Linked DNA regions of Oryctolagus cuniculus: region 2 is linked to region 1. A link is a contact called in public Micro-C data. All regions are on one chromosome and are shown on one strand. The core of a region is the stretch at or near the end of the contact, and the rest is flanking DNA. Distances in the headings are between cores, read along the strand shown. Region 1 has its middle 73 kb from the start of ATF7IP. Region 2 holds the start of ATF7IP (activating transcription factor 7 interacting protein).

Evidence for each region. Hi-C and Micro-C count contacts between places; a contact is called where the count stands out from the background.
Region 2: a contact with region 1 is called in a Micro-C map of ear pinna, with 5 times the contacts expected there. The contact joins the promoter of ATF7IP here to the enhancer-like site in region 1. A contact is called at or near these places in 4 of 6 Hi-C or Micro-C datasets (ear pinna, psoas muscle, skin fibroblasts and 1 more).

The regions. Positions count from the first base shown.
Region 1 is chr9:112,111,318-112,116,820 of mOryCun1.1, forward strand. No RefSeq gene overlaps it. Among named protein-coding and RNA genes, the nearest start is that of ATF7IP, 73 kb to the right of the region's middle. Within about 2 kb of position 3,169, at least 8 of the 8 cell types and tissues checked have an H3K27ac peak or open chromatin away from gene starts, as enhancers often do. A contact at or near this core is called in ear pinna, where this site is marked.
Region 2 is chr9:112,184,303-112,189,805 of mOryCun1.1, forward strand. ATF7IP (activating transcription factor 7 interacting protein) reads left to right here and starts at 2,620. Exons shown (of 15, transcript XM_070049418.1): 1 at 2,620-2,896.

The DNA.
Region 1 (5,503 bases), core at 1,919-4,418:
TACCTAACCTCTCTGTCTTCCTGTCTCCAGCAGTAAAATGAGAAAAATGGTACTTCCCTAAACGTGGCTGTGAGGACTGAATGAGTTTACATATACGATATACACATTTATACACAAATACACAGAGAGAGAAAGATCAGTAACTGGCACAAAGTAATTACTCTAAGCTAGTACAATGAATACTACAACTTTGTAAAGCAGTCATGCCCTTTTTACAGATGGAAAAACAAAATAGATGAGAAAAATAAGGTTTCAGATCTTCTAACTTTCCCGATCTCCAAATTCAGTCTCTTAACTATCACCTTCTGCTACTTAAAAGTGAGAATTACAGCATTTTGTAGGCAGTCAAAGGAATTCTGCCAGTTATACAGCCATCAATCAATCAAAACCATGCCATGAATTCAGAATAAGCCACAACTCGGAAGTGGGAGCACTGGAAGAGCAGCTCATTTGCCAAGGTAAAGAAGTACCCCAAGGGGATTACTCTTCTCTCCCCGCCAAAAGGGATTACTCGTTTGGGCTGAAGTCCGGTGATTGACTGACATCTCCTCTGAAGGTTTTCAAAGATGCAAACTGCCTATGTGAAATTCTGGGGCACTTAAATCTCTACAGGGATGAGTCTGTCTCTGGTCAGGAAGCGGGGACATTTTGGAAGGAGGAATTGGTAAGGCTCTTGCTCCCTGTGATAGCGGAAGTCTGGATAAAGGGTGGGAGGGAGACCCCAACTTGGACATCTCTATTCAGAAATCAAAACCAGAGGGCTGGGAATCTCAGGGCACACTCAAGTACTGAAGATGAGAAAAAACTGACTACAAGAATTCCAGAACTGGTGTACCATTTTTTTTAAGAGGGTAAAATTTGAGAAATGTGAATATTCCAGTCCGCTCAGTACCTCACTTGATGGAAAAGGAACCCTGAAATAAATCAGTAGTCACTAAAAGTTCACAAACGGGAGAAAAAAAAAAAAAAAAAAACAGGCTGAGTCTTCAAAAAGCTCCCTGGTTTAAAAGGAGAATCCAGAAGGTAGTGGACTGCGGCCAGAGAAATGGTATTTGAATTTAACTCATCTGCTCAACAAATATTTATTCCTCGCTAACGTTTGCCAGGTACTATGCCAAGAGCTGGTTATACAGTTTTGATCAGACAGACATGGCCTTGGGAGGTGGGAGGGTTAGAAAGCTTGTGGGAGGAGGCAGAATATACAAGAAAACAAATATATATAACTTTAGATTATGGTAGTTCTGTAAGGGGGAGGGATGCCATGTAAGACAGCACGGTAGCAGGAATCTGCCTTACACCAGCATTCAGGAAGGTTTTTGAGGAGGTGGCATAAGGCAGGGCTTGGTGGATGGAGCCTGACCTGCCAGAAGGTGAAATGAGGGGAGGGGAGCTCCCCCCCAACACTTGAAACAGAAGTGGTGAAAACCCTAAAGCAAGAGCTGATCAATCAGCAGGCCAGTCTCAGTTAACTGACCTCTACCCTTCCTGAGTTCCCTTTGACATTCAGCATTTTGCAAATCCCTAGTTGAGCACGGCATATACTATGTGCCATCCCCCAATATTTACTTTGATTCTTATATCTCATAAAAACAAACTCGATTGATGGAATCACTTTTCTCACATACATTTTGAAGTTTACCTTGGCCCAACCCTGTACTCGCATCTTTATCAGAGCCCTGACTCACTAGATAAAGCCAACCCCTCCCCTCTTGCATACAAAAATAGCTTTTCCAGATCTACTGTTGTAATTGGCTTCTTTCCAGGGCTTTATGCTTTACTGAAGCTAAACACTTAAATGAGCAATTTAACTCTAGCTTTTAACCTAGGAAAAATGACGTTTTTGTTTATGTGTTGAGATTTAAGGATGCATTTTAAATCATTAATTTACAATTAATCCCATGTAGCACCACAGATGTGAAACACCTGTGGTTTCTTTTCAGTCCTGGGCATATGAGTAAGACAAACAAACGCACACGAACCAAGGCATGGAGAACGATTCTTAACAAAATAGCATGGTCCAAGTACCTGCGCAGCCAGTTCAGGGCACAAAGGCCCTCCACTTCCTGCCACCTTGCCGCCTGCGGCCAGCAGGGGGAGACCGGGGAGTCGGCAAGCACACACACACACACCCACTCATGGAGCCACACCCAGATGATGGCTGCTTCTCTGCTCTCTGAATATTCAAAAACACACAAAAGAAAATGAGAAATTCTTGTCGAAAATGCTTACATTTTCTTTTGGAGGTAAAAGTCACGGAACAAAATTAACCACTTTCCAGTGTGCAATGCAGTAGCATGTAGTACAGTCACAGTGAGGCAACTGTCCACTCTAGCAAGAGCCGAAACCTCAGAAATGTTTAAGTTTCCTATCTGGAAGACTTACACGCTCACAGACCTCTGCTACTCTCCTGAATCCGTCACATTCCCAGTTCTGTCTCCCAGGCCTGCCCCGACCAGCATCTGAACCAGGGTTAAAATGACATGTTCCAAAACCAAAAACATCTCCAGTCTTTGGTTCCTCCTCTAGGAATTACGCAGTCGCAACACACAAAGTCACTATGGGCGACTGTTTAAAGATTCTATACCTAGCATGTCTGTCATTTCTCAACAAAGAAATTCATTAGTAAGCTCAAATAGACTGACAAAACGGGAGTGAACTACGAACTGCACCACGACCTTCCAGCCTTCGAAGGGAAATTTCAGAGGTATTTCCATCCAGAGTGAAAATTAACATTACTTCTGGGTTGGAAGGGCAGCCAAGATTTTAAGGGCACCACATCAATTGGTTAGACAACGACTTTTGAGAAAAACAAAACAGCTCATGAAATAAAAGCAGAAGGTTTACAATCTAAACCCACTTTAATTTCATCTATTTCATGGGGTCTTGGCCCAGGAAAGGGTAAAAAAAAAAAAAAATTGCCAAACTGGAGAGGCAGGGGGAGGGGAACTGCTGGTGGTGACTCTGGGAAAACAGGCGGGAGGGCAGGCAGGAGGCCGGATCCGCCCTAACAAAGAGGCAGAAGCTGTCTCAACAGCCTTCCAATCCAGTTCAGGGCGGTTTGAGCCAGTTTCTGAGCTGGATTGAGAACAACAGCCTCGGCGGAGACTTCACCAGGGTGACACAGAAAACCCAGCATGGACTTCCCGAAGAGACCTGGATTTGGCCTGCACTCGCTGGAGCCTAAAGCTGTTTCCTGCCGTGGCAAAGTCAGATGGAATATCAGGCCTGGAGCCGGGCCCGCGGCCGGCGACGGCAGCCGCGCTCGCAGCGCGCGGCGCCGGGGCGGCATCCAGCCCGCGTCTTCCGTCGCGCCGCTCCTGGCCGCGGCGGCCGAGGGAGACGGGGCCTCAGGGTGTCGGCTTTCCGAGCGGCGGGCTGCGGCCGTGGGGGAGGGGAGGGCCGGGTGTCCCGGGCGGCTGCAGCTGTGTGCGTGGGGGAGAGGCCGTGCGCGAGCGGCCGGCGCTTCACACCCTGCAGTTCACACCGCCTCGCACGTCACCTAGGTGTGGTGGGAGGGCCCTCCCCGCGGCCCGCACGCGTGTGTCTCCTCAGCGGCCCCCCGCCCCCGGCCTTGCCCGACACGACGTGACCTCCCTGCTGTCGACTCCCTGCTTTCGAGTGTGTGTGTGTGTGGCCAGAAACCCAGGCCAAGCCGCACACGCCTTCCCACCGAGAGCCGCTGCAGGGTGGGGGACGCTGAAGGGACGGGCCTGCTGTCCCCTCGCCCCCGGGACGTCCGGCCAGTCCCGCGCCGAAATGTCTCCTCCAGGGACGGCCTGGCAGCCGGTGGTCTGCAGCCGTCCAGGCTGCGCACATCCTGCGGCCAAGTGTGGCTCAGGGCCTCCCCGGACCAGTTGCATCCCTCCCTCTCTCCCCCCACCAAACGCACTCCCGAGGGCTTCCAGACAGGTCTGCCCAGGGGTGGGGTGGGAGTTCCCCCTCCCCAGGGATGTTTGGAGTCTGCAGAGGCGCCGCAGGAGAGCCCCGCACCCCGGGGCTTCGCTAATTGGGAAGGCGGCCTCTGGCGGGGGTGGGGGCTTCATTAGGGAATGGAAGAAGAGGCATACAGCCCCAGGGCTCCGTGTGCTCTAACCGGCGGGTCTGTAGGTGTCGGAACACACCCCCCGGGGATGGGGGAGGGGGAGAAGGGCCTCAGAACGCCATTATCTGGGTCTATTACTTTAATCAGATACGCGGATGGAGACCTGGAACTCGTTCTACTTTGCATTCCTTACGCGCGATAGTATAGGCACACTCGTAGTTGGCGAGTTTTGCTGGGTGCTTTATCACACAAACAACTTAGGAAGCACCGCTATGGTTTTTTCACTCGTGTTTCCAGTGGATCGGACCTGGCCCGCTACAGGGTGTGTGTGTGTGTGTGTGTGTGTGTGTGTGTGGACCTGGCCCTCTACAGGGTTTTGTGTGTGTGTGTGTGGACCTGGCCCGCTACAGGGTTTTGTGTGTGTGTGTGGACCTGGCCTGCTACAGTGGGTGTGTGGGTGTGTGTGTGTCTTGGTTTGTGTAGTCGGGGCACACGAGGACTCGGGGCTGCGCGCGCGACAGCCAGCAGGAGGGCCCCAGGGAGGGCTCCCCGCCCGCCGCAGCGCCGAGTGTTCGCTCTCGGAGTCGCCGAGGCACTACTGTCCCCATTTTAGAGATGAGGAAGGCAGAGGTGCGCCTCCGTACCGTGCCAGGACAGACAAGGGTTCGGGCGCGGAGCCGGCGGCTTCCCCCGGACGCCACGTTAGACCCCCGTCTTCTGGACCCTGCCAACCGTCGCCCACGGAATCGGTTCCGTGAAGGGAACGCGGGCCCTGCCTTCAACAGGCTTGCAGTCTAACGGTTGTTTTCCCAGGGTCCATCCGAGTCTGTCCGACGAGGGTTTTTGGTTGGTTGGTTTTTTTTTTTCTTTCCTGCCTCCGGGCCTCAGAGGCCATCCGGGTACTTGACGTGGGCGTTTCCCGGCCGTTTCCGCGCGGCGCGGGGCGGAGCCTCTGCCCGGGGGGCGGGACCTGGCCGCGGCCGGGCAGGCAGGGCGGTAGGGGCAGGGCGAGGCCGCCGCAGAGCCGTCGCCATGGCAACCTCGCCTGCCTCCCAGAGCCTTGTCTCACCGCGAGAACTCGAGAGCTTTTTCTGATCCCCGCGGCACAAAGCACAAAGGGGATCCTTTTTCGGTGGAGAAGGCCCGGGACAAAGGGGGACATTTGTTGTAGAGGGTCTGCTGCGTGTTCGGAATCAAGTCGGCAAAGCATGGTTTCTTAGTTCCTCTCCACTATTGACAGGAAATAAACCATGCAAGCTTCCCTTTTCTAAAAAAAAAATTTATACCGTTTTCAAGTGCATTTGTTATTTCTTTTGTCCCCATTTTACAGATGAGAGAGTAGTGACATGAATGGACTTGATCTCTGCAAAACGACGCTTGTATCTGAAACCCAGGGCGTCCTTACGGGAGGCTTTGTGAAGGCGGCCCTGCCTTTGCTCGTCCTGTGATAATCCATGTAGA
Region 2 (5,503 bases), core at 1,370-3,869, 72 kb after region 1:
TTTAAGGATGTTTAATTAAATTAAGACAGGTCTACCCAGGTATCTTTTGGTTAACTCAAAATTAGGGATTTTTTTTCAACTTTTATTTAATAAATATAAATTTCCAAAGTACAACTTTTGGATTATAGTGACTTTTCCCCCCATAACCTCCCTCCCACCCGCAACCATCCCATCTCCCACTCCCTCTCCCATCCCATTCTTCATCAAGATTCATTTTCAATTACCTTTATATACAGAAGATCAACTTAGTATATACTAAGTAAATATTTCAACAGACTACACCCACAAAGACACACAAAGTATAGAGTACTGTTTGAGTAGTAGTTTCACCATTAATTCGCATAGTACAACACATTAAGGACAGAGGTCCTACATGGGGAGTAGGTGCACAGTGACTCCCATTGTTCATTTAACAATTGACACTCTTATTTATGATGTCAGTAATCATCTGAGGCTCTTGTCATGAGCTTCCAGGGCTATGGAAGCCTCTTGAGTTTGCCAACTCCGATGTTGTTTAGACAAGGTCATAGTCAAAGCGGTTCTCTCCTCCCTTCAGAGAAAGGTACCTCCTTCTTTGATGGCCTGTTCTTTCCACTGGGATCTCACTCACAGAGATCTTTCATTTAGGTCATTTTTCTTGCTGCAGTGTGTCGGCTTTCCATGCCTGAGAAACTCTCATGGGCTTTTTAGCCAGATCCGAATGCCTTAAGGGCTGATTCTGAGGCCAGAGTGCTGTTTAGGACTTAATTTGGGATTTTAAAAAATTTATTTGAAAGGTAGAGTTACAGAGAGGCAAGGAGGGAGATGGGGGGGGTATTTTCCACCCACTTGTTCATTCGCCAAATGACTGCAACAGCTGGAGCTAGGCTGATCCAAAGCTAGGAGCCTGGAACTTCTTTCAGGTCTCCCATGTGGGTGCAGGGGCCCAAAGACTTGGGCCATCTTCCACTGCTTTCCCAGGTATATTAGCAGGGAGCTGGATTGGAACTGGTGCAGCTGGGACTTGAATCGGTTCCCACATGGGTTGCTCGCACTGCTGGCCCCTAATTTGGGATCTTATATCTGCAAAGTTCATCCACCTTTGCTATGTTCTTTTGGCTACAGCAAATCACAGATTCTTGCCACATTCACAGGCATAGTATGAACACTAGGAGAATCATGGGCATCATTTTAGAATTTTGACTACCACTACCACATGTCCTTTTTTTTTTTTTTAAATTTATTTGACAGGTAGAGTTATAAACAGTGAGAGAGAGAGAGATACAGAGAGAAAGGTCTTCCTTCCATTGGTTCACTCCCCAAATAGCCGCTACGGCCGGAGCTGCGCTGATCTGAAGGCAGGAGCCACGTGCTTCTTCCTGGTCTCCCATGTGGGTGCAGGGGCCCAAGCACTTGGGCCATCCTCCACTGCCCTCCCAGGCCACAACACAGAGCTGGACTGGAACCCAGCTGGCAGGCAGAGGATTAACCAAGTGAGCCACAGCACCGTTCCCCACATATCCTATTCTTAAGAGTTGTTTTTGCTGGATTATTCCAGGTTTATCTGTTTAACACCTTGGTAAGCTTCTCTGCAAATTGGAGGATAATAAAAACTATCAGGTTGTGGTTGATTCATCTTCTTTCTTTTGAAAGAGAAGTGTAGATAGAAACTGTTCAAGTTGAGCTGTATCAGTACTACTACTACTACTACTACTACTACTCCTCTACTACTACAAGTATTTTTACTACCCTGAAGCCTTTTTTTTTTTTAGAGAAATACTGACTTTTTAAAAAAGATTTATTTATTTACTTTAAAGTCAGAGTTACACACAGACAGAAGGAGAGGCAGAGAGAGAGAGAAAGAGAGAGGTCTTCCATCTGCTGGTTCACTCCCCAGATGGCCACAACAGCTGGAGCTGCGCCATTCCGAAGCTAGGAACCAGGAGCTTCTTCTGGGTCTCCCACATGGGTGCAGGGGCCCAAGGACTTGGGCCAAATTCTATTGCTTTCCCAGGCCATAGCAGAGAGCTGGATCAGAAGTGGAGCAGCCAGGACTTGAAACAATAATCAACCTTTCGAGCTAGTATTTTTCAGGCTTTTCTTGCTTTGCAAGACATAAAGATATTTACTCTATCCCTTAGCCTTCTCAATCGAAGTGAACTACAGTTATCAAAAACTGAGTAACACACTCATTCCAGGGAGCGAACTGTAGAAGCAATGGGGTGGCCTCCACGTCCTCCCGGGGATCGTCTTTTAGGGGCTGACTCCCAACACCAAATTGTGCGGGATGGATAAACTTCCGGGGTGGCAGTGTAAGTGCTTCCGCCGTCACAGAGCAACGGAAGCGTGCTCTCTCCCTTCGCTGAGGACTAACACACTTCCAGTACCTTCTGTCAACTTCAAAAACAAACGACGACTAAATCAGCACATCGCAGCCTTTTTGAAGCTGCTGCGCTCAGTTCTTTGGCTCCCTGAGCAAACTTCCTCCCTTCTTTGCCGAGGCTCATAGGGGGCGCTCGCAAAGTGCTACTCACGGATTGAGGAAGCGCTACTCAGAGGCGCTCACCTCGCAGCGCAACAGAACGGCGCAGCGCCACCACCTCAGACTTCGTTCCCTTTTCCGCGGCAGGAGGCGGGGCCAAAGTCCTTCATTCAAATAAAAAACCAGGATATTTGCATGGGGAAATGGAGAGTCCGTGCGCTTATTGGCGGAAAGCACAGTGGGCGTGGTTCTTAGTAGGATCACGGAGCCCCGCCTACAATAATTTGCATAACGGCCCCGGCGCGTGCAAGGGAGAAGCGGGTTTGTTTTTGAATCTGCGGAGGCGGCGGCAGTGGCGGCGGCAGTGGCGGCGGCAGCGCGGCGACTGGAGCGCGCGAGACAGGCGGCAGCGTTGGGGACGGCTGCGCGGGACGGGTCTGTAGGAAGGAACTTGGTTCCCCCTCCCTCAGCTCCTGCCCCGAAAGGTATAGGTGATTCCCAGGGGCTGTTCTAACCACATTTTCTGAAATTACTATTGTATTTCGGAAGAGCCAAGACCGCAGTATGGCGGCTGCGGGCGTTGCGTGTGCGCCTGCGCGGCTGCGGAGCTGCGGGCGGCGCTGCATGGGAGCACGTGATCTGGCGGGGTCGGGCTCTAGCTGCAGTTGTGCAGCTGCCGGGGCGGTGGCTGCGCAAGCGCAATATTCATTTTCGAGATCTAATGTTCTTGTTGGGCGCCATTTGGGTTCTAGATTTAATTTTCCTCACTCTTGAGGGGTTACGTTTTGTTCGTCTCAAATTCCCACATCTTTCTAGAAAAAACGTTCCTCTGATGATGTGCTTCGGTACCCACCTCAGACTTCTCTGTTTCTCCGATTCTTTGAGAAGCTGGGGAGTTAATTTTCTATAAAAATAGCTGTCACTTGTGGTTCTCGATTATGGCTGTACTTTTAGGGTCTGGCTGGATTCAGGTTTCTGTTCAGGGAGAGGAAGAGGAGCACTTTATGGAGTTCGGAGGGGAAGTGCATTTCTTTGAAATGCAAATTTGCAAATATATTTTCAACCCGGTTTTTACCAGTTCTATTATGAGTGTGGGGAATGTTTACAAAATAGAAACTGTTAGTTCTGGTCATATGTAGGGGAGGGGGAGGGGAAGAATATACTATGTAGTTTAAAGTGAAATCTCAATCTTTTTGGTTATTTTTTGAAAAAAATTTTGAAGTTAGTATTTTTAATCAATTGATATGCTGCTGAGCATGTGAGTTTTACATGTTTCGGTCCCTTTGATCATTTGTTCATTACTGCTTTAGTTATTATTATTCTTTAAATCAACACATTTTCTTAGAATTTTTGTTTGCGATATGTGAGAAATAACACTTTGTAACTTTTTCTGATGAAGAATTCTGCAGAGAACTCCCAGTTATGCTGACTGAGGCCTTTAATGAGGAAATAAAGTGAGCCATCAATAGTAATGCTGTTAATTTTTTTAACATTATACTCATACATGTGTAGAGCATAAAATTGTGATTTTTAGAAATGTGAAGTGTGCTGAAGGTTTTAGTTTCTTAAGGTAATTTTAAGTATGCTACTGATTAGTTAAAAATGACAGTGTCACTATATTTAAATCTTACATAACACATCTGGGAGATGTTATGTAAGGTTTGATATGATTCTACCATTGTGCAGATTATTTCTTACTAGGCTAAAAACTTGTAACTGGTGTCATAAACTTTATGGTTCTTTTATATAAGAGTTGGTTTCTTGATTGGTTATTTAACTCTTAAGTTTGAGTCCGTCTATTGTCAAATGAAGAAAAGGCTATTGCTTTATAATCTTGGCTAGTTTGGGGACATTTTTATTACCTAAAACAGATACCGTTAAAGTGGTAACTAGATGGAACTGAAAAGAACACTTTGGTTGGTGGATTTTTAAATGACGTCACATGAGATAGAATGGAGTGATAGGAAAAATTATTTTTTTCCTCAACAGAATTTTAGTTTGTTCTGAGGTAATTCCTGGCCCTTTGAGATCTATGCAGAAATGTGTGTAATCTTGTCCCTTGTAGACTTCTGGGGTAGCTACCCAGTACTCTTCTCCTCCTTCCCCGCCCCCTTTGCAATTTCAGGTGACTTAAAATTGAAACTATGCTGTATCTTCTATGTCTGTGCACGTATATGATGTTTGTTTATTGTCACATAACATATGTAGGTTAAGAAAAGAACTTTGTCCTTAAGGTGTAGATACCCTTTCTACTTTCAGAAAAGTGAAACTTTGGTTTCTATATTTAGACTTATGTTTTTGTTTAATATATAGGTCAATATTGAAGGTCATAAGGGATACATGGAAACATTAAAGCTCATAATGTGCATTGTAAATATTATTGGTGGGAAAGATTTGTTGTCATGTTTGTTAAAAGGCACATGCACATGTAATTCTATAAATTTAACTAAGGTTAATGATTTTTCTGAACATCAACTCTTTAGGACTCTGTAAAGAGCAAGCATATTTTGAAATTTTAGTATGGTAGTTATACCACAAAATTTCGACACATATGCAGCATAAATAAATATTAAAACTAGGTTACTCCAGAAATGAATACTAAGCTTTTTAAATTTTAAGCATGAAAGTTAGTTAGCAAAAAACAAATTTTAATGATGAAGCTGTAAACGTTGTATTTTTTCTTTATGATTTGTGTGATAAATATATTTCAGTATTTTTAACTTATCAAAGATCATCTGGAAAATGTTGACAAATAATTAGCAACATTTAGAAATACATGTACTAAATGTTTTGGATGATTTTTCCATGGTTGATCAATCTGTAAGTGTTTATGGACTTAGTTATCAATTATCATTGGAATTGTAATTTCATGCCAGCATTTTAAACTTAATATTGTATATTATCAATATTTCTCTATTTATAATTCCCCATATTATGGTTTTTTAGTGATTACATTATACTATATTGTAAAAATATCCAAAATTATCAAATAATCTTTTCAAACAGTTTTTTTAAAGATTATTTATTTGAGAATCAAGAGTT